2 separate regions of the Mus musculus genome follow, and region 1 is linked to region 2. The links are chromatin contacts, called in public HiChIP or PLAC-seq maps. All regions are on one chromosome and are shown on one strand. Each heading gives the region's core, a stretch centred on a gene start, on an enhancer-like site or on the middle of the called end of the contact. The rest is flanking DNA. Distances are from core to core; before and after follow the strand shown.

The links. HiChIP or PLAC-seq counts read pairs in DNA pulled down with a chosen protein or histone mark.
Region 1: an H3K4me3 HiChIP or PLAC-seq map of stem cell-derived neural progenitor cells shows a contact between it and region 2, with 2.5 times the contacts expected there. The contact joins the promoter of Msl2 here to the enhancer-like site in region 2. A contact is called at or near these places in 12 of 39 promoter capture datasets (the 3T3-L1 cell line, 3T3-L1-derived adipocytes, cranial neural crest and 8 more), 1 of 484 Hi-C or Micro-C datasets (cortical neurons), 8 of 115 datasets of contacts at active chromatin or transcription factors (bone marrow-derived macrophages, embryonic hindbrain, embryonic stem cells and 4 more) and 1 of 9 other capture datasets (adipose tissue).

What each region holds. Positions count from the first base shown.
Region 1 is chr9:101,070,255-101,077,231 of GRCm38.p6, reverse strand. It overlaps Msl2 (MSL complex subunit 2), which reads right to left and starts at 2,470. Exons shown (of 2, transcript NM_001100451.2): 1 at 1,812-2,470. The coding sequence starts at 1,953. It also overlaps the pseudogene Gm46140.
Region 2 is chr9:100,603,039-100,609,539 of GRCm38.p6, reverse strand. It overlaps a transcript of Stag1 not described here. Among named protein-coding and RNA genes, the nearest start is that of Slc35g2, 35 kb to the right of the region's middle. Within about 2 kb of position 3,464, at least 102 of the 459 cell types and tissues checked have an H3K27ac peak or open chromatin away from gene starts, as enhancers often do. A contact at or near this core is called in embryonic stem cells, stem cell-derived epiblast-like cells, stem cell-derived neural progenitor cells and 1 more, where this site is marked.

The DNA.
Region 1 (6,977 bases), core at 1,221-3,720, 470 kb before region 2:
TTCCAAGCACCGTCCACAATCACCATTTTCTAGCAGAGCTAAGACCTGCCCATCTGGTAAAGAGGGTTAACATATTTTCAAGTGTTAGCTGAAAATGCCTTTACTAAGTACAACTGTCTACAGAATAATATGGCCATGACCTTACTGACCTGTCTGTCCCCTACTTTACCACTTCAACAAACCTACTGATCCTCCTCAAAAACAAAGGGGGAGGCATGTCAGGGAGAAGTTGGGCCACACCAGAGCCTCAAGCTTACACGCTCTGTAAGTGAACTCAGAGGCAGGGCCCTGATTTTGATGACCAGCGCCACTAAAAAATTAAAAATGAGACTGCAAGAGAGAATACCATTAAACCAAGCAAATTCTCAGTCCACTCCCCTTGGCTTTATCTAAACTGAAAGCAAACTAACAGCACCTAGCCCTAAAGCCCTCACTTCACACACCAAGACGCTGAGGCCTAAGGCAGCGGTTTAGTCATCTGCTCTGAGCGACTGCTTCCCTGTAAGTACTGTGTGTTAGTCGTCAAGGCAAGTGCTTAATCACTTGGTTGCTTAAACGCTTACGAAATTAAGTACCTAACCAGGAAAAACCCAATCTCCACCCTTTTGGCACCCCTCAGAGTCCGGCCCTGAGCTATACAAAAATGATGGATGAATCCTGAATACCATTTCTATGGCTCAGCCATTACTATCTCCACTTCAAGGGCCTCAATGTCTAAATTGTGACTGAACAGAGAGTCTGGGTTAACAAAGCCTCCAACACAGTAAGTGGAGAACATCATCAGTACTTCCTTGTTGCTCTCATTTCTATTAAACGTCTCGTTTTCTAATAGGCGGAGGACTTATACCATCTCAAGAGGGACAGAGGATAATCGTTCTGGTTTTCTGAGTGTCAAATACTATTTGTGCCCAGTTAACACGAGTCATCACCCTTTAAACACTTTCCAGTTAGACAATATTTTCACTCATCTCTTACGATTGATTAAGTATTGTAACCGACAGGGGCTAATACCCTTTGAAAAAAATCTTAAAATAATCCTCTGAAACGGGACATGGCTGTGCATGCCTGAAATACCGGCATTCAAGAGACTGAGACACTAAGACCACTAGTTCGAAGTCCGCCTAAGCTACATAGTAGGAACCTGTCTTAAATAAGCAAGTAAATAAACAATGCGACTCTGCCAGGCCACCTGACATTAAAACTACAGAAAATCTAGTCTGTAAAAAGATCTCACCAACTAAAAAGTACCATCAGCTTCATTAGGTCAGTGCTAACCTTCAAACCATCTGTTGTAGAACCTGGGGCACTGAGGTCTCTGGCTGGAGGTGCATCAAGATTATACCATCCACCCTCTGCAAAACACGAGTGCAGTGCATATTTCTTAACAATGTTTGACCACATTTAATGACAATGGTATTCAATCAGTTCCCGCAGCAGAGGTTTTAAAAAGAAGGCAGCATGCCGCTGGCATTTCAACCCCATTTAAGACATCACCGCTATACGTGTGAAGCCGTCGAAGAATTTTTTAAAATGTATTTTAAAAAAATAAAACACCAGAAAGATGTGTCAAAGCGAAATAAAACCATTTTGAACGTTAAAGCCTCCGTACAAAGGTGGCTGAAAAAGGCTCTCGGCCTTTCTGAAACGCCGGGCAAAAGTCCCTGGGCGACTTTCAAAACTAACGACCGTGTACTACTGCACAGTACCACCCCTTAAGACGAACTACCGGCCGGCCAACCGTTCACGTTACTACTGCCAAAGGAACTTTAGAAAACAAGCAGGGAAAGGGGAACAATAAAGAAGCGTCTCACCGCAAACACAGCACGAGAGGGACTGTCGGAAGTAAGGCAAGAGCCTGTTAATCTCTGTAAACGCCTTGGGGTCTCCGGGGTCGTAGTTGAGCACTAGGCGGCTCGCGGAAATGTAGAGAGCAGTAGCATTCACCGGGTTCATTGCAGACACTTCGACACCAATGGCTCCCGGTTGAAAAGAAATTCCGGATCCAAGTTTGTAAGCAGCCAGGGAACAATGGCGAATTTAAAACAATTCGGAAGAAATCTGAGCAGAACCCCTGGCCAAAGCAGCAACCAAAATCCGTGCAAGTTTGTGAAGCTGAAGCAATCCTCCCACACATGGGGGCCTCGGCGCCCCTCCTCTGTCCCTGAGACTTGCAGACCAAAGAGAGACAAGCGAAATCAGCGATCGAGTTCGTCCGACACGGCCGCGGCTGGGTGCTCCGGACGGGCTCCGGGTTCGCTCTAGCCCCGCGGCTCGGCGGGCGGCCTGCGCTCGAGCAGCATGTCCGGCCGCGGAGGCACCTCCGGGTGGAGCTGGCGCGCACGGGAGCGGGCCCGGTGGGGTCCAAGCGGTCCACACGTTTCTCTTCCGACGGCGGGGCCCTTACTCCATCGCAGCGACGTCGCGGAGGCAGCGGGACGGTGGGGACTACGGCGCAGGCGTCGGATTCCCGGGTCTAGTGCCAGCAGCCGCGGCGGCGGAGGTTGCTGTTGCTGCTGTGGCTGCTACTGCTGCTGCTGCTACTGCGGCGGGAGCGCGCCGCTGCCGTTCTCGCCATGCCGGACGCGGGGCCCACGCTGCGCCTGGCGCGGCAGGCGGGCGGGAGGGAGGCCCCCGCCCGAAAGGGAGGCCCGGGAGGAAGTGCGCGCGGGGCCCGGCGGCGGGAGGGGGCGGGGAGCAGGCCCGGCAGGCAGGCAGGCAGGCAGGCAGGCAGGCGGCGACGGCGGCGCCCCTCCGCTTCTCAGCCGCACACTTGGGGTCACCAGCGCAAGCGCCGCCCCCTCACAGCCCGGCCATCTTTTCGGCACGGCACGGACGACTCCTCCAAGCGCGACTGCCACGGTGCTGCGCCGCCGCCGCCGCCGCCGCCGCCGCCGCCTGCCTGCCCAGCCGCGGTTTAAGCGAGCTCACCCCGCCAGGCCGCCGCCGCCGCCACCCAGCGCGCACGACCAGGCCCGCTGCAGGCCCCTCCCTCGCGCCTGGCCGCCCTCACGCTTCTTCTCGCGCCGCTCTAGCTCCGTTGGGCCGGGGCTACTCCGGCCGCAGTAGATGGTGCGGCGCCTCAGGCCCGGCCGGTAACGACGACCGTTACCCCAACGGGCAAAGACACTGTCATCCCCGAGCCTCCCCCGCCGCCGTCGTCGCTAGCCCTTGTACGCATGCGCACAGCGCGCTCTCACCCCCCCTCCCCACCCCCACCCCCCGCCCTTCCTCTCCCTCCGCTTCCCTTTTCCCCTGCTTCTCCTCTAAAAGCCCCCTCCACACCCTCCCCGCGCTGCCGGCTTCACTGCGCATGCACAAACCCCCCCAACACACCCACCCCGACCCTACCGCCTTTCGCCCTTACGCGTGCGCTTTGACCGCCCACCCAGAAAACCGGATAAACACATTAGCCCGCTCACGCCAGCCCCGCCCTGCCCCGCCGCCAGCACACCCCGAGCTCACTGCGCATGTCTGGCTCGCCACTTACGGTTCCGTGCACGGAGCATGCTCGGTTTCGAGCCGGACGCGCTCTCCGCCCCTCCCCCACGTGCTCTCCAATCCGGTCTCCCAGGCGTGTGGGTTGTGGTGAATTGGGGTAGCGGGCACGGTCTCCCCTCGCGTGGGCTGCCCGCGTCGCGCCGTGGGGCGGAGGTGGGGGGAGGGTGTTCGGGGACCGGAGTTGACCCCAGTGGGAGGATGGCAGCCCAGCCCCGGCCTCGCCGGCCTCCTCCCGGAACCTAGCGCGTGGCGGGCCGTGGACTAGGCGCTGGCCCACAAGTTTGAAAGCCACTCCTCTAGGTCCCCAGCGAGCCTGCCCTTGTGCGTGGACACAGCCCGCGATGTATGCTCTGGTTCTGTAGAGTCCGAAAGTGTCTGAGTCCTTCGTTGTTCTGCATTAAAACACACACACGCACACACAAAGCTTTTGCCTTTTTTGCAGAAGGCTGAGGACACTTGGATATAAATAAAGCCTAACAGCGTGATTCTCCCCTCTCAAAATACAAACCCGTTTTTGGGTAGCACAAATAGAAACTGCTCTTCCGACATGATATTTTTTGCACATACTAACGCTGTACACGTTCACAAAGTGAAGCTTATGAGGTGTGCAAACCTTTTACATATGTGTGCTTATGGTATACCAAAATGCTAATTTTAGGGACTGGCCCATAAGTTATCAAGGAAACACAAACAATCTTACGACTTGAAGACAGATTCTGTTTTTTTGTTTTTCTTTTAGTAAAGCCTAACATACAGTACCAGTAAGAATCCAACTTCTTAATTTTATATATCAGCAGAGTAAGCTGTGGAGGATGTATTTAGTAGTCACACGTGGGAAACGATATGTATTCTAAAATTAGCTCATTTTAAAGGCTCCATCTGCCATTTTCTCTTTATGATAGCTATTTTCTAAGGTCACTTCCAAACAAAACCGTTATACAGATCTATTTTTATTCCAGGTTCCTCTTAGGTCTTCTTCCACTGCACGCAGGTTGCTCTCCTCCAAAGGAGAAACTTGAAGGATAAAAGCCCAGGACTGCTTACATCCAGGCAGGCAGCATAGATGAGTCGTCACCCTGGGAAACAGACTACTTGCAGGCATTTTTTTCCCCCTGTAACTAGATTTTTAAAATCTTTGGGAGTTGCACACCCCAATTTAAGATTAATTCTATTGATGGTCTGTGTGAGTCAGAGTTAAATCCATTCTTTTTTCAGCTTCTGAATTGGTTGCAACTGGTAATAGATTATGGCACTAACGAGCACATCAACTTGAACTGTACCCCTTTCTTTTATTAGCCTGCTTGAGCCTCGCTTGAACAGGAATCAAATGGATTGTTTATAGAAAATGAATTGCTTAACCTAAATATTTAGGGGGAAAATCACATAAAGGTCAAGCCCATTAAGAGTGCCCACCTAGCCGGGCGTGGTGGCACACACCTTTAATCCCAGCACTTGGGAGGCCGAAGCAGGCAGATTTCTGAGTTTGAGGCCAGCCTGGTCTACAGAGTGAGTTCCAGGACAGGCTATACAGAGAAACCCTGTCTCGGAAAAAAAAAAAAAAAGAGTGCCCACCTAAGATCTTTTTATATATTAGCCATTTTAGGGGGAAATCCGGTTAATGTCTTGCAAGTGATTACTTGACAGCCAATGTATACAGCCTGGGTGTAAAACTGCCAGTTATCTGAATAAATGCTCTATTTTACAATAAGTAGTTTGTGATTTACAACATTATTTCAGAGAAGGTTGTATATTCTACACTATAATTAGCATCATATATCTATCTATGTGGTATATTTCTCACATTTAATGAATCACTATGATAGCAATAACTAAAACCCATATTTTTGCCTGAGTTACTTTCACACAGCTGTGACCACAGTTCCAAAAAGAAACAAGATTTATTTCACTCATGGTTTCAGAGGGTTTCAGTTCATCTTAGTGGGGGAGACGGGGTCCCCACATGCAGGCTGTTCATACCACATAAGCCAGGAAACAGGGCTTCAGGAACAAGGGACGGAGTCTAACATCCAAAAATTTACATTGAATGCCCTGCTTCTACCAGCTAGGTCTCAGTTCCTTAATGACCCCCAAAATGGGCAGACCATCTGGGAAACAAGTATTCAAAACATGAGCCCAGAAAGGTGTTTCTGATTCATATTCACATCGACATTCACATTTAAATTTCTTCTAAGACCCTCTTTCTGTTCCAGGAGACCACATTAATTTAGACACACTGTCTCCTTGGCTTCCTCTTGGCATCCAAGTAGATTTTCATCTTCTCCGACAATCTTCAGTGCAGGCTGTTTAGTATTCACTGTTTATCTGAAATTGAGATTCAACAGCATTCTGCATTTTATCTGGCAACCTAAGGTATGTTGACTTTTTTTGATGACTGGGTCTAATTTGGTAACCCGGGCTGACCTCAAATCCTGGGTCCTCCTCAGGCTCTGAATATTGGTATTACAGGCATGCAGAGACTCCAGGGTCAGCATTCTAATAGTCCTGCTAATGGGGTTATAAATTGATACAATATTTCTTAAGGTCAACTGGCAATATTCATAGCTTATAAAGATGGAAAAGCCCCTCTTTCGAGTCTTGGCTCCAAGATGACCAAAAAAAAAAAAAAAAAGAAAAAGAAAGAAGAAACAATGGTTGTGCCAAAAAGGGCCGTGGCATGTGCAGCCAATTTGCTGCACGAACTGCGTGCCCAAGGATAAGGCCATTAAGAAGTTTGTCATTCGGAACATTGTAGAAGACACTGCTGTCAGAGACCTATCTGAAGCAAATGTCTTCGATGCCTATGTACTTCCCAAACCCTACATCAAGCTGCATTATTTCGTGAGCTACGCCATCCCTAGCAAGGTCGTCAGGAATCAATCCCGTGAAGCCGGGAAGGACCCGACACTCCCACCACGATTCAGACCTGCACCGCGACCTCCACCAAAACCCATGTAAAGAGGTGGTTTTGTAAGGGCAGAAGGAAAACTACCCTGGAAAAATAAAATGGAAGTTGTACTTTAAAAAAAAAAAAAAAAAAAAAAAAAAGCCAGGCGTGGTGGCGCCACAAACTGTTAATCCCAGCACTCGGGAGGCAGAGGAAGGCAGATTTCTGAGTTCAAGGTCAGCCTGGTCTACAAAGCGAGTTCCACGACAGCCAGGGCTAGACAGAGAAACCCTGTCTCAGAAAAAAGAAGGAGGAGGAGGAGGAGGAGGAGGAGGAGGAGGAGGAAAAGCCTCAGAATCAACAGTTCTACTGCTCCTAATTCATTATAATGTTAGATTTTCCTAAAGATTCTTGTCTCGTGGCAGGTTTTACTGGCTGGCCTGGAAATGTAGCTGAGGATAACCTTGAGCTCCAGGTCCTCCATCCCCCACCCCCAAGTGCTAGGGTCACAGTCATGTGCCTCTACTACCTGGTGGTTGGTTCCTGGTAATTTCAGTCTTTCTGTCCTTTCACAGAACCTCAAGTGTAAAGAAAC
Region 2 (6,501 bases), core at 2,215-4,714:
TGTGAAGTGAGTGCAATCCCAGCACTTGAGAGGCTGAGGCAGTAGCTCATGAAGTCCACAGCCGCTCACAGAATACTCAACGAGACCCTGTCTCATATTTGATGCTTAAATTCAAGGTGCGAAGCTAAGCTATTTCTCCAGTTCTCGTCTCAGTTGCGTTTCTTGGACTCTGCTTGTTTCTGCATTTGTATCATTAACCTGTTTCTCCAGATCTATACGGTCTGCCTTCCCAGGGTGTGGTGATCATAAAAAGAGAAAGAGTTATTAATATATGTTCTAAGGTGTGTAGGGGAAGGGGATGTCTCGGTGGGCCCATGCCAAGGCATCCCTTCCCCCTGAGAAACCAGCCACAATGGTATATCATAGAATAGGGTTTATTCAGGGCATGGCACGGGAGGGGAGTTAAGAGAGTAGTAGAGGCAGAGAAAGGCAGAGAGAAGGAGAGAGGAGAGAAGTAGAGGCTGGCCATGACCCTGTGGAGAGGGGGGAAGGGAATGGAGAGAGGGGGACAAGTAGGAAGCAAGAGTATGAGAGTAAGAGAGGCAAGAGAGAAAGGAGGGGGCAAGTAGCCCCTTTTATAGTGGGCCAGGCCTACCTGGCTGTTGCCAGGCAACTGTGGGTGGAGCATACCTGGCAGCTGCCAGGAACTGTGAGGGACTGTCCAGACAGAATACCAACACAGGGTGCTGTCTACATTAGTTTAGCTTCCTATGGGCTATGGTGTTGGCTTGCATTTGTACTGCTTACAGCCTATGACCTGTGACTTTTTATTTAAATGCCCATCAGACACCACTATGGGTTTTGGGTGACCCAAAGATTTAGTAGCTTTTAGATTGGCTTGTGCTGTCTCTGACAGGCTGTGATTATGGGAGGTGGCATCATGTGGTGTGCATGAAAGGTCAGACTCTCCTAGGAAGAGATGACAATGAGTATGTCTGTTGCATAGTTCCAGGAGATGTAGAAAAACAGGGAATATGCCACCAAGAAATATTCTGCAGTTTCCCCCAAAGAATTTATATGAATAGAACTGGCATAGACACAAAACCTTTTCTTCAATTTTGCCTGTAACTTGCTGAGCTCCCAGCATCTTCCACCAGTGTTTCTGCCATGGCTCTCATTTTAGATATCTGTTTAGATGCCATCACCAGCCAAGTAATGTACTTGCCTACATGTTCAGCTGGTTCTTAAGTTCAAACAATATCCCAGAGCCTCTGTCCCTACATTGGTCTTGCTTTCTTAGTTAGCTCTTCCCAGTATGGATACAGCATATGGCAGCAGGTATCCTGCTAGGTTCTCGATGAATAGAAGGGATTATTTTTCCAGTGGCCCTGAGAAAAGTTCCAGACTTACATGTATCAAAGTAAGCGTGGGTTGGACCAGTGTAGCAGGGGATGCTTTGATGCTCCACTCCAGTCCTTTATAAGCTGGTGCATCTTTCCTTCTCTTGCCCTTATTCCCACCACCTGCAACCATTTCCAGGATGTGGCTAGCAGCCTAAACCTGTGACCTTAGCTTATGAAGTTGACTGAGGAGAACCTCTGAGCAGGGGATGCTTCTATCTCTAAGCTTATGACTGACAGTTTAGAAATTACAGAGGACAATTTTCATGTCTCAAGGCAGAAGCAACCCTGTAGTATAATTTGGGTCCTACAGTTCACTAGTTACTTTGGTGTTGTTGCAATAGATACCCAATAGGATGGAGGACCTGTTAATTCCTAAGTTTTGCTGGAGAAAAACTAATTATGCCATTTTGGGCCAATTTAAAGCAAGCTTTATTAAGTATTAAATACTGATAAAGACATGGACTTTGGTCAGACCATTGCCTGGAATTTCCTAGTTGCGAATGACCTCCAGCCACATATTGCAAGGGATTATAAGGACAACCCTATAGGTCACCATATAATCCCATTCTTATTTTCCAAAAACTACAATTCCCAGCATTCCAGGAAGTTGCTGGGCAGGTGGGGCTTGCAGGTTACTTTTGGCCATTATAATGAACTTAAGGTGAGGAGTTATTTTAGCTCATGGTAATGGAGGAGACTCAGCAAGGAAGGCAGAGCAGAGCAACTCCACTAAGGGAGGGAGGAGTGTGTGGTAGAAGCTATTCACGTCACTGGGAATCTGGAAGCAGAGAGCAAGACAGGAAGTGGACCAGATACAACCTCCCACGACCTATGTCTAGTGAGACTTCCACTAGCCAGGCTCTACCTCCTACAGGTTCTCTAGTCAATCCCAAGATAGCCTCATTTTCTGGGGAAGAAGTATTTAAGCATAAGCTATGGGGGATATTTCAGATTCAAACTATAACGTAAGTGTATGTTATCTTCTCCATGAACAACACTCAGCCAAGCCTAAGCTATGTCAAGATTTTCATAGATACAAGGTCTTTCTCTTATGAATGCTCCCTATCTTCTTTCAGTTAATCCTAGCCTTGGGGGTTTCCTTGTATGGAGCCTCAACTAAGACAGTGACATTTTTCTTTTTTCTTTTTTTTTTTTTGTTTTTTTGTCTTTTGGTTTTTTGTTTTTTTGTTTTTTTGTTTTTTTTGTTTTTTTATTTTTTTGAGACAGGGTTTCTCTGTGTAGCCCTGGCTGTCCTGGAACTTACTCTCTAGACCAGGCTGGCCTCAAACTCAGAAATCTGCCTGCCTCTGCCTCCCAAGTGCTAGGATTACAGGTGTGTGCCACCACTGATCGGCCCAGTGGCATATTTCTGATTCTGTTACTGAATGTGTGGCTAAAGTTACACTACAAGACAAGATTGGTTGCATGACTACCTACACCTCCTAAAACTCCTACAGAATTCAATACTTACGTTGTTAGAGTCCCGATGTTTAAAAAAAAAATAGCAGCATAGGTATTTAGTGCACACATTCAGAGAAAATGGAATAAATGCATGCATGTATGTGTTTATTTCTCAAGAGACTTGGTAAGTGTGTGTGTGTGTGTGTGTGTGTGTGTGTGTGTGTATTTGCACGCACATGTTAGCATGACTGCTAACAGGAGAAGGGGTAATTATGCATTATAACCATAAACAAAGAAGCAGAGCTGGACTGGAAAACCAAAACATCTCTCACTCTGCCAAGAGCCAATGCTCTGCCAATGACCAATCGTGCCAAGCATCTGTGACCCTAAACAGACCTCTCACTTTACAACTGAAAAAATTACTCTAGACAACGTATTTGCTGTTTATTTGCCATCTGGCGAGTCAGGGAATTACTTCAAATAGATGATGAGACTCTGCTTCTCTGTTTAATAGAATTACTGCAGAAAGCAGCGACTACACTTCTGGAAACAGGTCGCTTGCTGAGTCATTCTCCCTTGCTTGCGACAAGCATTTCACTTTGCATTGAATTTTAATGTGATGTGTCTTCATCTTCCCCAGCCCCCTCTCCTGCACTCTGCTAGACAGTAATTCCTCTTTGGCTGAAGTGACGTCACCTGCCTAGCTAGCATGGTCAGGCAAGTCTTGCTGAGAGATTCCAGACATTCTCCACAGCCTTTCTCATCCCAAGGTCACCTGGGATCTCTGCCCTCAGGGATCCTGGGTGAAAGAACTCTGCATCTGGAGGAAGAATCAGTTTGTTTCAGCGAGACATTAGTGAAATTCCAGACTAAACTAAAGAAAAATCTGACTACTTTATAAAACATCGCCCTGAATTAAAAGTAGGATTTCCATCAAGTTTCCTGAGATTATGTCAATGTTGAAAGCCACTGAGCAATCTTATTCTACAGAGATATTTGTTACAAGCTTCATTCTGGTTTGAAGCAAAACCCAAGTCAGGAAGACCTACTAGAAGGCTGTTTGGGTAGTACAAAGGAAGGAATTAAGGCTGGATAGGGCTCAATGGTTAAGAGCACCTCCAGAGGACCTGAGACCTATTCCCAGACTCAAGTTCCATGTTGGGCAGCTCACAACCATCTGTGACTCTGGGGGGTGTAGCTCCAGAGAATCCTACACCCTTATTTGGCTTCCATAGCCACCCATGTGTGTAGTATGCACACACACACACACACACACACACACACACTAAACCTTTAAAAACACACACACACAAGAGAAAGCCAGGCAGTGGTGGCACATGTTTTTAATCCCAGTACTCTGGAGGCAGAGACAGGCAGATCTCTAAGTTTGAGGCCAGCTTGGTCTACAGAGCAAGTTCCTGGACAGCCAAAGCTACACAGAGAAACCCTATCTCAAAAGTAGAACAAAACAAAACCAAAAACCAACCAACCAACCAAACAAACAAACAAACAAAACACACACAGAGAACCTCTTTAATAAAGAAAGTGATCAGAGATGCCTTTTAGGTCAAACTGACAGCCTCCAAAAATGTCTTGCTTCACTATGCTAAATGAGGTGGGGCCTGCCCTGCAGATACCAAAAGAAATCTCTTAGGACTACTGTCCTCAGAATCTCCCCTGAACAGTTGCTATAGCTGCCACGAGCTGACAAGGGGAAGGAATCTAGTTCAGAATATGTAACCTTCATAATCAGGCCTTGCAGCTGCAAACAAGCCTTATGACTTGGTTCACTAACACAAGAAGAAGAGAAGAAGAAGAAGAAGAAGAAGAAGAAGAAGAAGAAGAAGAAGAAGAAGAAGAAGAGGAGGAGGAGGAGGAGGAGGAGGAGGAGGAGGAGGAGGAGGAGGAGGAGGAGGAGGAGGAGGAGGAGGAGGAGGAGGAAAGAGGAGGAGGAGGAGGAGGAGGAGGAGGAGGAGGAGATGTATTTTTATGGCTACGTTCATATATAGGTGAATATAATTATATACTAAACTGAGAACGTGACACGGGCAAGAGTGTGAGAGAGGAAGAGAAAAGAGAGAGAGGCTAGAGAGAGAAGACTAGGAGAGAGCCAAGAGGACAGAGAGAGAGAGAGAGAGAGAGAGAGAGAGAGAGAGAGAGAGAGAGAGAATCTAGAGAACACAGGGCAAATGGTCAAAACAACAGTTATAACAGGAATGGGAAGCCAGGGAAGGGAAATGAAGCTCATGAGCTGGAGAGGTTTTTTTTTTGGGGGGGGGGGCAGGGTGAGAGGAGCTGAGAGGAGCTGGGATGCCGGCCAGCAGACTTTCTAACAGGTACTTGCAATGCCAAGGGAACCTAGAGGCCAGCATTCGGTTTGGTATGCTAATAGGCACCGCAGGTAGCCATTTGTCCCTAGGTTTCTTTGGACTGACAATAATCTGAGCTAAACTAACGTTCAGCCAATTAAATATGCATGAAACTTTCAAGTTATCTATTTTTAAAATATTTATTTTTTATTAATTTTCATTATACGTATGCGTGTGGATATATACATACATGACTGTGTAGATGTCCATGGAAATCATGGGTCTGAGCTCCTGGAAGTAGAGTTACAGGCAGCTGTGAGCCACCCTACTTGGATGACAGGGACAAACTGGGTCCTCTGCAAGACCTGCAAGTGCCCTTAACCACAGAGCCACCCATCCCTCCAGCCTAACTTAGCTGGTTTTATATCTACAATTCAGTGATAATCAGTACACTAGGTAAGTTTTTTATATACCTATTGTTATAATTTCTCTGACTTTAAGCAAAGTTAAAAGTAAAATATAAAAATGCTGTGGACTCTCAATATTTTATTTGCCGTGACTGCCGGATAAGTTGGTTCTGCTTGTTAGTTGGAAAGAAACAAAAAGGATCAGAAAAAGCAAAATTAAGTTGGACCCAAATTAAGTTTATAGTCCACACATACAAAATGGCACTTTACCTGATTTCGCCTGATTTTTCTCCTCAGGAGCTATAGCCAAGAAGAATGCCTGGTGGCAAGGCGGAACACCAACTCAGCAGACTGAGATCAAGTCCGGTTCTTGCCAGTTCCTCACTATGAATCACGCTCTGTGATGTGTGTGTGTGTGTGGGGGGGGGGGGGGCGGCTTGGTGGGGACCAGCCAAGGAGTGATGAGGGAAGGGATATTAGTGCCAGCCTTTCAGAAGCACACTAGCTCCAGGCAAAAGGCTGCAACAGAGACTCCGGATTAATGATTCCCGTAGGAGTCTCCAAGGATTCTCTAGGAAGGACCCAGACTTTAGCAGAGGACACAGGTACCAGTCATTGTACAAACTAATGCACGGAGAACCTATAGGTGAAGAGACTAAGAAGTCAGGAGCAAATGCCAGGCAGATCCTCTGTGTGTTCCTTTGCAAAAACTTGGGATAAGTCCCCTGCTCTTTGCGGCAGTGGCACCTCTTGGCTGGAGCTGTATGCCCTGTGCTTCTCTCCTAGCCAGGGCTTTTCCACTGAGTTTATACCCAGGACCAATCGCCCCTTTTGCCTGTTTCCAGTTTCCTGGCAGCTCCACCTTTTTCCCTGCTATCATTCTAAATGTGTGAAATTCAAACTGTAACACCCAAGGTTCAGAGCAGAGGTTGCAAGCTGACAAGCCACGGGGCCACATCTGTCCTACAGACAAACTTGGCTTATTCAGATCTCTCAACTAAACTAAATGCCAACACCCAAACTCAAGAAAGAATACACCAA